Linked DNA regions of Sus scrofa: region 2 is linked to region 1. Evidence: chromatin contacts called from public HiChIP or PLAC-seq data. All regions are on one chromosome and are shown on one strand. Each heading gives the region's core, a stretch centred on a gene start, on an enhancer-like site or on the middle of the called end of the contact. The rest is flanking DNA. Distances are from core to core; before and after follow the strand shown. Region 1 holds the start of USP12 (ubiquitin carboxyl-terminal hydrolase 12). Region 2 holds the start of RPL21 (60S ribosomal protein L21).

Region 1 (6,552 bases), core at 287-2,786:
CTTATCTTCAACTGCATTATATATGGCGGAAAAAAAAAAAAAAAAAAAGAAAAGAAAGAAAAAACACCCCAGCACAGCACCTAGGACGTGGAAGCCTCTCTTTTTATGTTTGTGCCTTTCTAGTCAAACTTACGCAGGGAGGAGGAGGCACTGTGAGTTTTGCCGTTAGGCTCTGCAATGGTATCACCTGTGCCTTTCCGTGTGGCTATAACGCACTACTCCAGTCCAAGTCTAGGCAGCGAATAGGGAGGCCAGCCCTCCAGGTACCTGAATGCGTGGTGCTGGCACATTCTAGCACTGGCTTGCGTGTATCAGTGCATAGAGGGAGGGCCTGGCTATCAAGGAGGCAGGTGCCTAGAGAAGTGGGCCAGCTACGCTGGGACTTGGGTATATTCTATTTGCAATCGCCCCCTCCCCAAGCAAGCTTATAGTGGAAATCACTGTGGAAACAGCATTCATGTGCCAGAAATCTATTCTTCATCTAAATTTTGTTTGAATGTTTTGTTTTTTGAATGTCTTAAACCTGCAAGTTAAGGCATATCTGATTTTAGAGATCTGTCTGAATTTCTGCCCCAGTGAAACCGAGGAACCCCAAAAAGCCCCTCGCCACGAGTTCTCCAACAGTGAAAAATCACAAGCTTTCTAATATAATAATTGGTAAAGCTATGCTACTAACTTGAACTTCTTTCGCAAATAGGAATAAATAAAGCCTAGCTGTCTGGCACAAAGAACAGGGTGCAATGATGCATTTTATAAAAACGGCACATAGGAACTATCCCCCTGACTAACACCATCTCTCTTTCTCACAGGACATTGTTCTCAACTTGCGGGACTTCTCGTCTCTGGGAACATCATCAGCGCGGGGTTGACATCCTCCCTATTTTGCGACTCAACTTTTGGAACCAGTATATTTAGATACTATATTTATAACCATATTCTAAATTTATGGCCGACAAGCAGACAGGAAAAGCAGCTTTGCCCCCTTCCCCATAATTGACCTTTCTTAATTCAAAGAACTAAGCGTATATAGTTTCTTCTTTGCCGCTTTCATTTTTATGTAATGAACTTGTCTTCTGCTACATTTCGGTATTTTGACCTAGGTGATCCACCCAATGTGCGTAAAAAGAAACAAACCACCTTACATTCTAGCTGTTTGGGACTCTCTATGACCTTCGCTATTTTGACCGTTTACGAGCACGTTTCCTCCCGCCGCACCCAGAATTTTGAGACCGCCCCTTCAGTTTTCTGTCTGGACAGGGCCCTCGGTAGAGGCTGCGGGGCAGCCCCTTGCACGACGGCCGCCGAGGGCCCTCATCGCCCCCGGCGCCCCTCTCCCCGCGCACCCGCTCTAGGACCCGGAGGACGCGGGCGGGAGGCAGGGCCCGCGCGAGCCCCTCCCCGGCCGCGCGCGGGGTGGAGCCGACGCCGGAGCTCCCCGACTCGCGCGCGCTCGGCGGCTGGAGAGGCTTCCTCGGGGAGTGGGCGGGGCCGGAGGGGGAGTGGGCGGGGCGCGCGGCGGTGGGCGGGGCGCGCCGCGGGGCCGCGCAGCTGCCGGGCAGGCCGGGCATTAGGGCCTCAGCGGAGCCCGCTCCCCAGCGCGCTGGGCGGGGTGTGCGGCGGGCGGCTTCGCGGGCAGGCGCGGGCCCCGAGGCAGCGGCTGCGCCCTGCGCCGGGGAGGAGCCGGGGGCGGGCGGGCGGCAGGCGGGGGCTAGGGCCCGCGGCGGGGAGTGCCGGCGGCGGCGGCGGCGGCGGCGACGGCAGCGGCGGCTGAGCAGGCTCGGTGCGTGCGTCGGCGGCGGCTCGGGGTCCGCCCGCGGGCTGCGGTGCGAGCGGGCGGCCAGGCTCTCCTCCTCCCCCGCCCGCCGCCGCTGTGATTGGGTGGAAGATGGCGCTGGGCGGATGGAAATCCTAATGACAGTCTCCAAATTCGCCTCCATCTGTACCATGGTAGGTGCGGCGGGGGGGCGGCGGGCGGCCCGGGACCCCGCCGGCGGCCCTGGTCCCCGCCCCTCGCCGCCCGCGGGGCCTAGCGCGGAGCCGCAGCCGGGCGGGGGCGGCGCGGGCCGGGCGGGGGCGGTTGGACGGCCGGACGCGAGCGGAGCGGCCCCGGGGGACGGCGGCGCGCGGGTGGCCGGCGGGGTGGGCGCCGGTCGTCGGCGCCTGGGGCTCGGCCCCCGGTCCCCGCGGCGCCGGGGCGGAGCGGCGAGGCACCCGGGCTGTGGGCGCGCGAGCGGGGCCGCGGGCCCGGCCGGGGTCGGAGGGGAAGGACGCGAGGAGCGCCCGCCTTTCCGTCCGGCGGGGCCGGGCCGGGCCGGGCCGGGCCGGGCCGGGCGGGGAGGGTCCCCGGCGGGCGTGGGGGCTGCGGCAGGAAGGCAGGGTCTCCTCCCCGGCCCGGAGGGGACGGAAGTCGGGCGCAGGTTTCCTCTCCGCGCCGCGGGCGAGGCCGAGCCCCCCGCCGGTGCCGAGGGAAGGGGTGTGTGTGAAGGTGGAAACTTTAAATAAGTGCTGGTGAAATTCCCCCCCCTTTTCTACCCTTCCTGAGAGGAACGAGCTCCCATTTGCAACCCTGAGCCCAGGTGGCGGTCTTGTCGTGGGGAATCCACGTAAACCTTGGAAACGGCTTCAGCATTCCTGTCATTTGTTTACTTTAATGCCCCAGACGCATCCGTGTGTGGCTGGAAGTATTTCTTTGCAGGAGCTGACGGCGAGGGTTGCTGTGTGTGTTTCACCGGAGCTCTGAAATCCACTTTAAGGGGAAAGTGCTAATGCCTGTTGAAAAGTCCCGAGTTAAGCAAAACCTGGGTGCGTTTCAATCCGGTGCTCGGTGCTCGAGCAGAAGGACCAGCTTTCCACACGGTGGGGCAGATTGGTTTCATTAGCTCCTTAGGACTTAGATCTAGCGCTCTTAATTATGAGTCATCACAGAAAAGTTATCCTTTGCAACGCGGGCCCAGTGATTATGTTATCAAAGACTTCTGATATCTTTCCTTCTTTTTTACGTCTTACCAACCCTTTTCAACGCTTATAGCAGGTTCCCCAAACAATCTTCCGTTTAAAATTAGGGGTGGGACCTTGCACATACCTTTAAGAAGTGCTGAATGGTGAATCAGATAGGAGAGAGGCTTTAGAAGCAGATTCTATACAGCACGCCGAGGAACCGTATAAAAAATGGCTGAAATCAGGTGGGATTAAAGTCTACAGTATTAAATCACACTGAAGGATGAATCATTGAAGAACCCGTTTCCTCAAACGGATGTTTGTTTTTCTCTCACAAGTCACATTTTAGGAAAGCCTTGATATTAAAGGGACGATGTTAGAGGGATTTCGGGGGGTCATGTACATTAATTATTTTTAGGTAGGCCAATTATTATCTTATTCTGCTTCAAAAAGAATGTGATAATTACATCTTGGAAAGCGATAATGTTGCCGGATTGCTGAGCTGCACAGATTGTCAGGTCATGGTTCACTGTCAAAGTCTAGTTTCTGGAGTGATGTGTTACCCTTTGCTGCCTGTTCATCCCCGTTTAGCACCTGCCAAGTGCTAGAGGGTATGCAGAGCGCTGGGGAGACAGCAGTGGTCCAGCCAGTCTCTGCTTTCCTGGTGTTGACATCCTAGTTAAGGAAGACAAACTGTATTCACATAACCATATTAATATATACTCTAATCAGATTCAGAAAATGAGGCGCAGAGGGATTTGCCACGTCAAATACGGAGTAAGTGGGATTATGATCTCAAGAATTGTAGACTCCAAAACTCTTTCTAGGGCTTTCGCTCGGGGTGCGTTAGTTGCATGTGGTGTGTGGGTATTGTTGGCAGATACAGAAACATCGGTGCCCAGCCAAATGAGATTGCTCCAGAAGTAGTGTTCAGATTGGGTGTGTCTGTGTTCTCACTAGAAGAAATTCTGATGCGCTCCCAAGATAGTGTTGAACATCTCAAAGTAACCTGCAGTTTATTCTTCAAGAGAACCGCCGTCTGTCGTCTGAGAATGACAAGATTGATAATCAAGAAAAGCAGAGATACTTACCTCTGCGCTTGTACAGATGTCTGGCAAGTTCATGGCTGTCTCTCGAGCGGGTAGCCTTGAAGCATCAGAGGCCTGTCCGTCCGTCCCCCCCCCTCCCCGTCTAATTTCACAGCCTTTCTGTAATCTCAGCAGCGCTTACCACACTTGCTGTGTTGTACATTTTTCTCTTATCTCCTTATTAGGTTGCGGAGGCCCTAAGTGGAAGGTCTCTCGTTTATTTCTGCGGTTTGGTGGAGCACTAACTCCTGTGTGCAGGACAGCGTTCCTGGGTCCTTGGTTTCTGCTCCCCGATGTCTGGGGGAAGTGAGCTTGGGCTTGTGTGTGGGGCGGTGGAGAGAAGAGGGGCTGGACCTGAAGAGAATGATCTTTCAGAGAATGGGCAGCTGTGAACACATTTGTAATGAGTTGACATTTTGTTCTATAAATAATAAAGTTGACGTAAATCTTTCATGTGTCCACATAAGGCCCCTGGGCGAATCAGCAGCCCTTTAATTGGGCTAAGTGACTGTGAACAGGGAAGCTCTTCAGGTGCCTCTTGTGGTCTGCCACCGGCTCTGCTGATTTGGGAACCTTAGTTTGTTTCTCTAAAGTGTTAACAGCTCCACCCGAGTGAGTGTGGTTAAGTTTAGACGGCAGTGGATGGATTTGCAGGGTACTTCTAGAAGTGGCTCTTGTTATTTGTCCATGAAATAATTTCAGTATCCCAAGGTGCTTGTTTTGCCACTGCAGTAGCTTCAGATTTCAGGGCCTAGAGTAGCTTCCAAATGTTTAATATTATACTTCATAGTTGTGAAATAGTGGGGAAAGCAACCGAATACGTGTAGTGGGGCCTATGCTTTGAAATCACAGTGGAAGTTGTAGAGCCGCTTGGAAAGTGACCGTGACCCTAGATGGCACAGCGGGGTGGGAGGGCCGTCCTTTCTCCCTGCTGGGTTGTGGGAGTCCCAGCTGGGAAGAGGGTGTTGGGGGGGCTCACACTCTGGGTAAGGAAGAAGTCGTTACAGGGGAGCTTAAGCCCTGGCCTGGCTCTTTGCCCGCCTTTAGCCCCTGGGGGTCAGCTCCGTCCCCAGGACATGGTGGCAGCGAGGCCAAGGCCACAAGTCAGCTGCTCCGTGGGTCCGACAGGTTTGTTTCTGAAAAGCCTGTGTCTAGCGCAGGGGCTGGAGGTGGTGACTTGAACTGTACTTACTGCAGACAAGTCCCAGGTGAGACTGACGGTCTTTTCTTACTATTTGAGTCTCCCCGGGGTCACCGACGAAGGGTCAGCTGTCTGTATGGTTGGTGCAGCTTATCCCTCCAGAAAGAGGCCGAGAGGAAACCCTCCAAGCCCCTGCCTTGTTCGTGGGGGTGGGGGTAGTGTCTTCATAGAGTCGGAAGGTTATACTGAGTAATAACTTTCTCTATTCCTTCTCAAGAAGTGATGTGGATGTAATTCTTCTTTTAAAAACATGCGTTTTTATTTTGCCTTCATTCTTATGTGTCTTTATTTTTCCTTCTAGGGCTGCATTCACGGCATACGGAGCTTCCCAGGTGAGGGGTCCAATCCGAGCCGCAGCTGCCGGCCTCCACCACAGCAACGTGGGATCTGAGCCATCTGAGCCGAGTCTGTGACTACACCACAGCTCACAGCAATGCCAGATCCGTAACCCACTGAGCGAGGCCAGGGATGGAACCCCCATCTTGGGATGCTAGTCAGTCAGGTTTGCTAACCACTGAGCCACGACGGGAACTCCCATTTTTCTTTTTTTTTTTTCTTTTTCTTTTTACAGCCACACCTTTGGCATATGGAAGTTCCCAGGCTAGGGGTGGAATCGCAGCTGCAGCTGCCAGCCTACGCTGCAGCCACAGCCACGCCAGATCTGGAGATCTACATTGGCAATGTATGCTGCAGCTTGTGGCATTGCTGGATCCTTAACCCACTGAGCGAGGCCAGGGATCCAACCCACATCCTCATGGGCACTATGTTGGGTTCCTAATTGGCTGAGCTACAACGGGAAGTCTTAATTTTGCTGTTTTTAATGTTAGTTTAGGAGGGATGAAAACTGCAAAAATAAACATTTTAAATCAACTATAATAAAAAAAAGCACCACAAATCATTCTGATGAGAAAACTTCAAAAATAAGTCTTCTATCATAAATGGTTAAATAACGATAAGTAATGTTTAAACTTGTGTTTGAAAACCTCAGTGGAGAGAATGTTTAGAATAAGCTTTCTATAAGCCTGCTGATCTTTTGAATTTGGCTAAAATACATATTGGACATTAAAAATTACACACTCTCATTATAGGAAATTTGGAAGAGATTTCTTTTTTCCTTTTTAGGGCCATACCTGCAGCATATGGAAGTTTCCAGGCTATGGGTTGAATCTGAGCTGCAGCTGCTGGCTGTGCCACAGCCACAGCCACGCCAGATCCAAGCCGCACCTGCAGCCTGTACCCCAGCTTGCAGCAGCACCTGATGCTTAACCCACAACCTACGGAGCAAAGCCAGGGATCGAACGAGCATCCTCATGGATGCTCATGGGG
Region 2 (6,575 bases), core at 908-3,407, 42 kb before region 1:
ACAAACTCAAGTTATTTTACCAAGTAAGCTTTCTGCCAAAACCACCTAAGTTCTATAACTTTAAAACTCCTAAAAAGCCGAACTGGATTTAAAAATCCAAACCAGTACTTTTCCTATTAGAATATAAAAACACAACAGGACTTGTGCCACACTAATCAGGAGAACCCAGCCTAGACTGCTAAGAGCACTGGGATTGCTAACTAGAAGATATACGTACTGTTCGGGGACATGACAATGACAAAACTCAGTCTTGCGTTTTAACACAACAGACTAAAGCCCCTTTCTTATCAACCTACAGGTTTCATTATACAACATCTATTAACTGTCAAAACTAGCTCACTTCATACATCTAGGTTTACAAGGAAACATAAGACAGGAGGACATACAGTAGGCTTTAAAATCACTGAACTCATTCTGACATAGGTTCTGCCCAGTATTTGCTGGGAGACCTACTCTTAAACTCTGACCCTCCCATGTGAAATAGGGTTAATGCTTTTACAACTAAGGTAATGTCTACAAAACACGGAGCAATTCCTAGCACTCGGAAAGGGATTATCACTAGTAAATAGTAGTCAAAGAACTCATCAATAGGCTTTCACAAGTTGAACCTTTCACTTTATTTCCCCAAAGGTCAGAAAATGGTTTTCATTGCTTCAAATCATCCAAGTGGAGAACATACCATTGCCAGCAACTACTCCTACCACAAGGCAAAATAAACCGAAGGCCAGCTTAGGTTTCTGAGAGTGTTCCAACATAAACCAGTCTCTTTTTACCTACCACCCCTTAACCGTAAAGAACAGTGACACCCAAGTACCTTTTTCAGGTTAACTTGTGTGGCAAGAAGACACACAAGAACGGTTCACCCAACCCATTCGAAGCAAACCATTGTTAAAACAAATGCAGCCTTCCTTTTAAAAGGCATTAAGCATCTATGCAGCACAAGTTCAGCTTTAATTCTCAACTCTGTATTAAGTTCATAAACAAGGAGACATGCTTGCAGGTCCACCTCACTATGTGGAGTCACAAAGTGGCACAATCCGTAATGGAAGTCACTTCTGACTCCAGAATCCACGCTCCTTCCACTAGACCCATTTTTTGAGCTAGAAATTGAACATGGTTGAATACACAAACGAACGCGTTTTTAAAAATAATACTTAACGTCCCAAGCAACGATGCTTTAAATTCTGTAATACTTCCAAAAATGGGACCCACTACGGAATGCAACCCGCAGTTTGCATAACCAGACTCAGATGTAGTGGTTATTCACGTTAGGTCTGACTCGGCTACTCATGAATCCCTCCTCCGCTCAACACTTGTCCAGGCGTTACGAAAACAGAACCCGCAGCACAGTTTACTCCCTTTGTCCAACTGTGATCCCAGCCCAGAATTAAAGCCGCGAGAAATCATTTCCTGCATCACCAACGAAAGGCCGGGACTTCCTTATGCCGATCGACGCAGTGGGCACCTGTGTGGTTCACCGACACACGACCCCCGACTTTCAGACACACGCAGGCCTCACCGGAGCTTCAGGCCGGCGGCTGACTTTAAACCCGCTCCCACTACCCTAAACTTCTACCCCACAGCATGACGCTGCAAGTTCCCAAACGGGGATTAGGACACCACACCGAAAACATTACAGAACCACGTGTCTCTCCCCGGTGCTTCGAGCGCATGTCCCCCGAGCAGGGCCGCGGCGTCGGAGCCCGGCCTTCGGCCCCGCGGCCCAGGCCCGAGCCCGCCGCGGACGGACATAGCTCCCCAACCTAAGCCAGCGGGCCCGAAGCGGACTGGACAGTCTCTCCAGAACCCCAACGCCCGGCCGCCGCGGCCGCCGCGCTGGCGCTCACGCCGGTGGCACGCCGGGCGCCGGGAGCCACGCGCGGGCCCTACCTGGAAGATGGCGGTGCCGGCCGAAAAGGAGGAGGCGGGGCCGCGCGCGCGCCTTACAAGGGCCTGCGGGCTGCCCGCGGCGCTGCCTGAGGGGACGCCGGCCCGCAGCCACTCTTTTCTGGGGGCGGGTAGCGTCCCCAGGAACCAGAAGAGCCTGTGAGAATGGTTTCCTTTCTTGAGAAAAAGAGGTGCTCGACCCACGCAAGCGGACACTTGGATCTTGCCAGACAGCCCGGAAAGGGGCCTTCAAGGGCGCCACCCGGGCGGCGACGCCCCGAGCGTGCTGACGTCAAGCCTGCGACAGACGCCACGCCGGAAGCGGGCGGGTGCTTGCTTTGTGGGGCCGCTGGGAGCGCTTGGTTATTTCCTCTGAGCGCTTAGCTGCCGCTTGTAGACTTGACTGCGTGGGCACAGAAGTCAAGTGGTGGTGGAGAGAGTGTATTATCCAATTTGTATGTCTTTCAGTCAGCTCTTTCCTCCACGCGTCTAAACATCCTCCGCACCTGCTGGTAGGTGCGTACATGTTAAGACCACCTTGAAGCAATTGGGCAAACTCTAGTAAAACCGAAATATCCAAAGAGCAAATTCCAGCATTCAGCTCCTAACTGTGTATTTTATAGGAACTTTGCTGTGTAGACAAGGGTGTCCATAGCCCCACTGTGAGTAGGAGCAAAAAATTGGAAACTTCCATCAATAAGAGCATAAACATGGGATATTCACAGGACGCAATATTATATGCCAGTAAGTCAAGACTGAACCTAGAAATGTGATGAAGCAGAAAGAGGGAGATTTATGTAGGTACAGTTTTTTTTTCTTTTTTCTATTTTTGCTTTTTAGGACCACACCTGGGGCATATGGAGGTTCCCAGGCTAGGGGTCTAATTGGAGCTACAGCTGGTGGCCAACGCCAGATCCGAGCGGCGTCTTCGACCTACACCATTGCTCACAGCAACGCCGGATCCATAACCCATTGAGCAAAGCCAGGGATCTAACCCTGCAACCTCATGGTTCCCAGTCAGATTCGTTTCTACTGTGCCATGGTGGGAATTCGCGTAGGTGCAATTTTAAAACATGTAAAACAATGTTATATATTGCTTTTGTTATACATGCATATGTAGTGAAACTAGTCCAGGAATAAAAGGAACTGAAAATCTAATTTAGAAGTGTGGTATTGTCTGATAGGGAGGAGACTATAAAGAAAGGGGTAGAAGGGAGGCTTTAACTTTCTTGACTATTTTTGAGCTGGGTATTGAATACCTGGCTGGGGGGGTGGTGATTAAATTAGGAGTTAAGCCTGGGAGACCACTCCAAAGAGGTGAGGGGGGGAGCAAGGATATATGAGTTTTTGTAACAAAGAGAGAGTATGAGGAACAAAAGATTTACAGAAAACCAGATTTGCAGAAAAAGTTTTACAGAAAACCAGTTTCTTTGGAAAGATGCAACGGTCTGGGCTTACAGGAATCACTCCTCTGATACGCACCAGCCCTGGGCCAGTATTTCTTTCTTGAGTTCCTTCAGGGCTAACTGGCCCAACTTTGGAGTGACTGACCTTGACATCTTTTGTTTTGTCCACTAGGTACAGCCCAGAAGGCAGTATTTCAGCCAGCTCTGAAATACTGCCGCCTGGAGGAAAGGGGAACTATCAAGATGTAAGTGATAAAGGGGGAGGGGGAGGTGCGTGCAGCCATGCACGAATATTACAAAGTTTGCTGCTGGTCTTGTGAAGGCTACTTCTTGTCACATGGGGCAGATGTCACCATGAAAGGTGTTAGTGTTTTTCTAGATATGAGGGGATGCAAGAAGTGGGCTCATAAAATGTCCTAAAAATATCTGTCTGGAGTTCCCAACGTGGCGCAGTGATTAACGAATCCGACTAGGAACCACGAGGTTGCAGGTTCGATCCCTGCCCTTGCTCAGTGGGTTGACAATACGGCGTTGCCTTGAGCTGTGGTGTGGGTTGCAGATGCGGCTCAGACCCAGCGTTGCTGTGGCTCTGGCATAGGCCGGGGGCTACAGCTCCGATTCAACCCCTAGCCTGGGAACCTCCATATGCCGCGAGAGTGGCCCAAGAAATGGCAAAAAGACCAAAAAAAAAAGAAAGAAAATGTATCTGAAGACCTGCTCTTCCAGTGTCCCCAGAGCACAGAGTACCTCCCTCCTGATCTCCACCCCGAGATCCGCCTGTCGGTGCCGTGGTTGGCAGGTGCAGTGGGTCATGTTTTACTCTGTGTGGAGGCTGATGACAAATCCCAAACTTCAGTCCACGTTAGAATGGTTCAGTTGTTACAGTTAGTGAACCAGTATTGCGTGTTTCCGTTAACTAAAGTCTATAATTCACATTTTTTCTTAACATCCTTTTTCCTTTCCAAAATCTAGCGTTGCCACAGCTGCGGCTTAGGCTCAGATCTGATCAGGGCCCAGGAACTACATATGCCACTGGGCGGCCAAAAAAGAAAGAAAACATTCCTGATGCTTCTTCCCAGTTAATCCCCCTCCGCCTCTAGAACCATCCACAATTCTGATTTCTATAACCATAGATTAGTTTTTGCCTATTCTTTTTTTTTTTTTTTTTTTTTTTTTTTTTTGGTCTTTTTGCCATTTCTTGGGCCACTCCCGCAGCATATGGAGGTTCCCAGGCTAGGGGTCGAATCGGAGCTGTAGCCACTGGCCTACGCCACAACCATAGCCATGCAGGATCCAAGTCACATCTGCAACCTACACCACAGCTCATGGCAACGCCGGATCCTTAACCCACTGAGCAAGGCCAGGGATTGAACCTGCAACCCCATGGTTCCTAGTCAGATTTGTTAACCACTGCGCCACGACGGGAACTCCTCTTTTTTTTTTTTTTTTTTTTTAAATTCAGCCACATCCCTGGCACATGAAATTCCCAAGGACCGGGGATTGAATCCAAACTGTAGTTGCAGCCTACACCACAGCTGAGGGCAACACTGGATCCTTAATCCATTGCACCCCAGTGGGAACTCCTAGATTTGCCTATTCTTTAATATAAATGGTACTGTACAGTATGTACTCTTTTATTTGGCTGTTTTTGTTCAGCTTAATGTTTTTGAGGTTCAGTCATGTTGTTACTTATACCAGTAGTTCCATTTATTTCTTGTTGCTAAGAAGTATTCCACTATATGCGTATACCACAGTTCACTTACACATTCTCCTCCTGATAGAAATTTGGGGGGTTTTGGGGACTTCCCGTCATGGCTCAGTGGTTAATGAATCTGATTAGGAACCACGAGGTTGTGGGTTCCATCCCTGGCCTTGCTCAGTGGGTTAAGGATCCGGCGATGCCGTGAGCTGTGGTGTAGGTCGCAGACGTGGCTCGGATCCCGCATTGCTGTGGCTGTGGCTGTGGCTGGCGGCTACAGCTCTGATAGACCCCTAGCCTGGGAACCTCCATATGCCCAGGGTGCATCCCTAGGAAAAAAAACAACAACAACAACAAAAAAATTAAAAAAAAAAACATAATTTAACGGTACTATGAATAAAGCTGCCATAAATATTTTTGTGAATATATGTTCATCTCTCTGGGTAAATACTTAGAGCATTGCTTGATCATAAGATATGTCTGACTTCATAGAAAATTGCCAAACGGTTTTCCAGAGTAAACCCTATTTTATTTTATTTTTCTTGCTTTTCAGGGCTACACCTGCAGCATATGAAAGTTCCCAGGCTAGGGGGCAAATCAGATCTGCAGTTGCTGGCCTATGCCGCAGCCACAGCAATGCTAGATCTGAGCCACTTCTGCGACCTACACCACACCTTTTGGCAACGCTGGATCCTTAACCCACTGAGCAAGGTCAGGGATCAAACCTGCGTCCTCGTGGATACTAGTCAGGTGGTTACCCCTGAGCCACAGCAGGAACTCCCAATATATTTTTAAAAATTTATTTAACATTTTCCTCTGAAGATAGTAAGGCATTTATTTTTACGACAGGTTTTTAAAGTAGATTTGTATCACCAGCTCCATCTACAGATATGAAAACCAAAGTGGTTTCTTAAGTGTCTAACGGTCAGTTTATCTCGTTTGAGATCACTTTGCATTAAGTAAAAAGAATAAGAAAAGAATTGAAACATGGAAATAGGAAGTAAATTAAATGTAGAAAGTACGAAAACTCAAAATTCATTCAGTATTTATAAGGCCCTAGATTAAATCACATACTGCACTGAGGGATGAGACTGTAAACGTGAGTAAAACATGATCCTTGCCCTCCAGGCTCCACAAGGAGTCTGCAGAGGAAGAGGGTGCTACAGTGTGCTAAGGAGACGGGAAACGGGTGCTGGCTGTGAGCAGTGTGGGGGCTGCGCACCTGTATTAGAGGAAGGAGTGGGAGAGAAGAACCCCTGCATGAAAAAAGGAGTTGAGTTCCCCTTGTGGCTCAGCAGAAACGAATCTGACTAGTATCGAGAATGCAGGTTCGATCCCTGGCCTTGCTCAGTGTGTTAAGGATCCAGTGTTGCCGTGAGCTGTGGTGTAGGTCACAAATGCAGCTTGGATCCTGAGTTGCTGTGGCTCTGGTGTAGGCTGGCAGCTGCAGCTCCAATGGACCCCTAGCCTGGAAACCTCCATATGCTGTGAGTGCGGCCCTAAAAAGCAAAAAAAAAAAAGGTTGAACTTGATGAAACAGCAGCCATCCACCAGAGGATAAGTGGTAAGGATATTACAGGCAG

What was found. HiChIP or PLAC-seq counts read pairs in DNA pulled down with a chosen protein or histone mark.
Region 2: a contact with region 1 is called in an H3K27ac HiChIP or PLAC-seq map of alveolar macrophages. The contact joins the promoter of RPL21 here to the promoter of USP12 in region 1. A contact is called at or near these places in 2 of 5 promoter capture datasets (fetal liver and liver), 11 of 47 Hi-C or Micro-C datasets (alveolar macrophages, blood, brain and 6 more) and 2 of 2 datasets of contacts at active chromatin or transcription factors (alveolar macrophages and skeletal muscle).

Annotation. Positions count from the first base shown.
Region 1 is chr11:4,684,775-4,691,326 of Sscrofa11.1, reverse strand. It overlaps USP12 (ubiquitin carboxyl-terminal hydrolase 12), which reads left to right and starts at 1,536. Exons shown (of 9, transcript XM_021065513.1): 1 at 1,536-1,947. The coding sequence starts at 1,900.
Region 2 is chr11:4,727,329-4,733,903 of Sscrofa11.1, reverse strand. RPL21 (60S ribosomal protein L21) reads right to left here and starts at 2,157. Exons shown (of 6, transcript XM_003482864.4): 1 at 1,891-2,157. It overlaps LOC102162556 (a long non-coding RNA gene), which reads left to right and starts at 2,213. Exons shown (of 4, transcript XR_002336625.1): 1 at 2,213-2,631.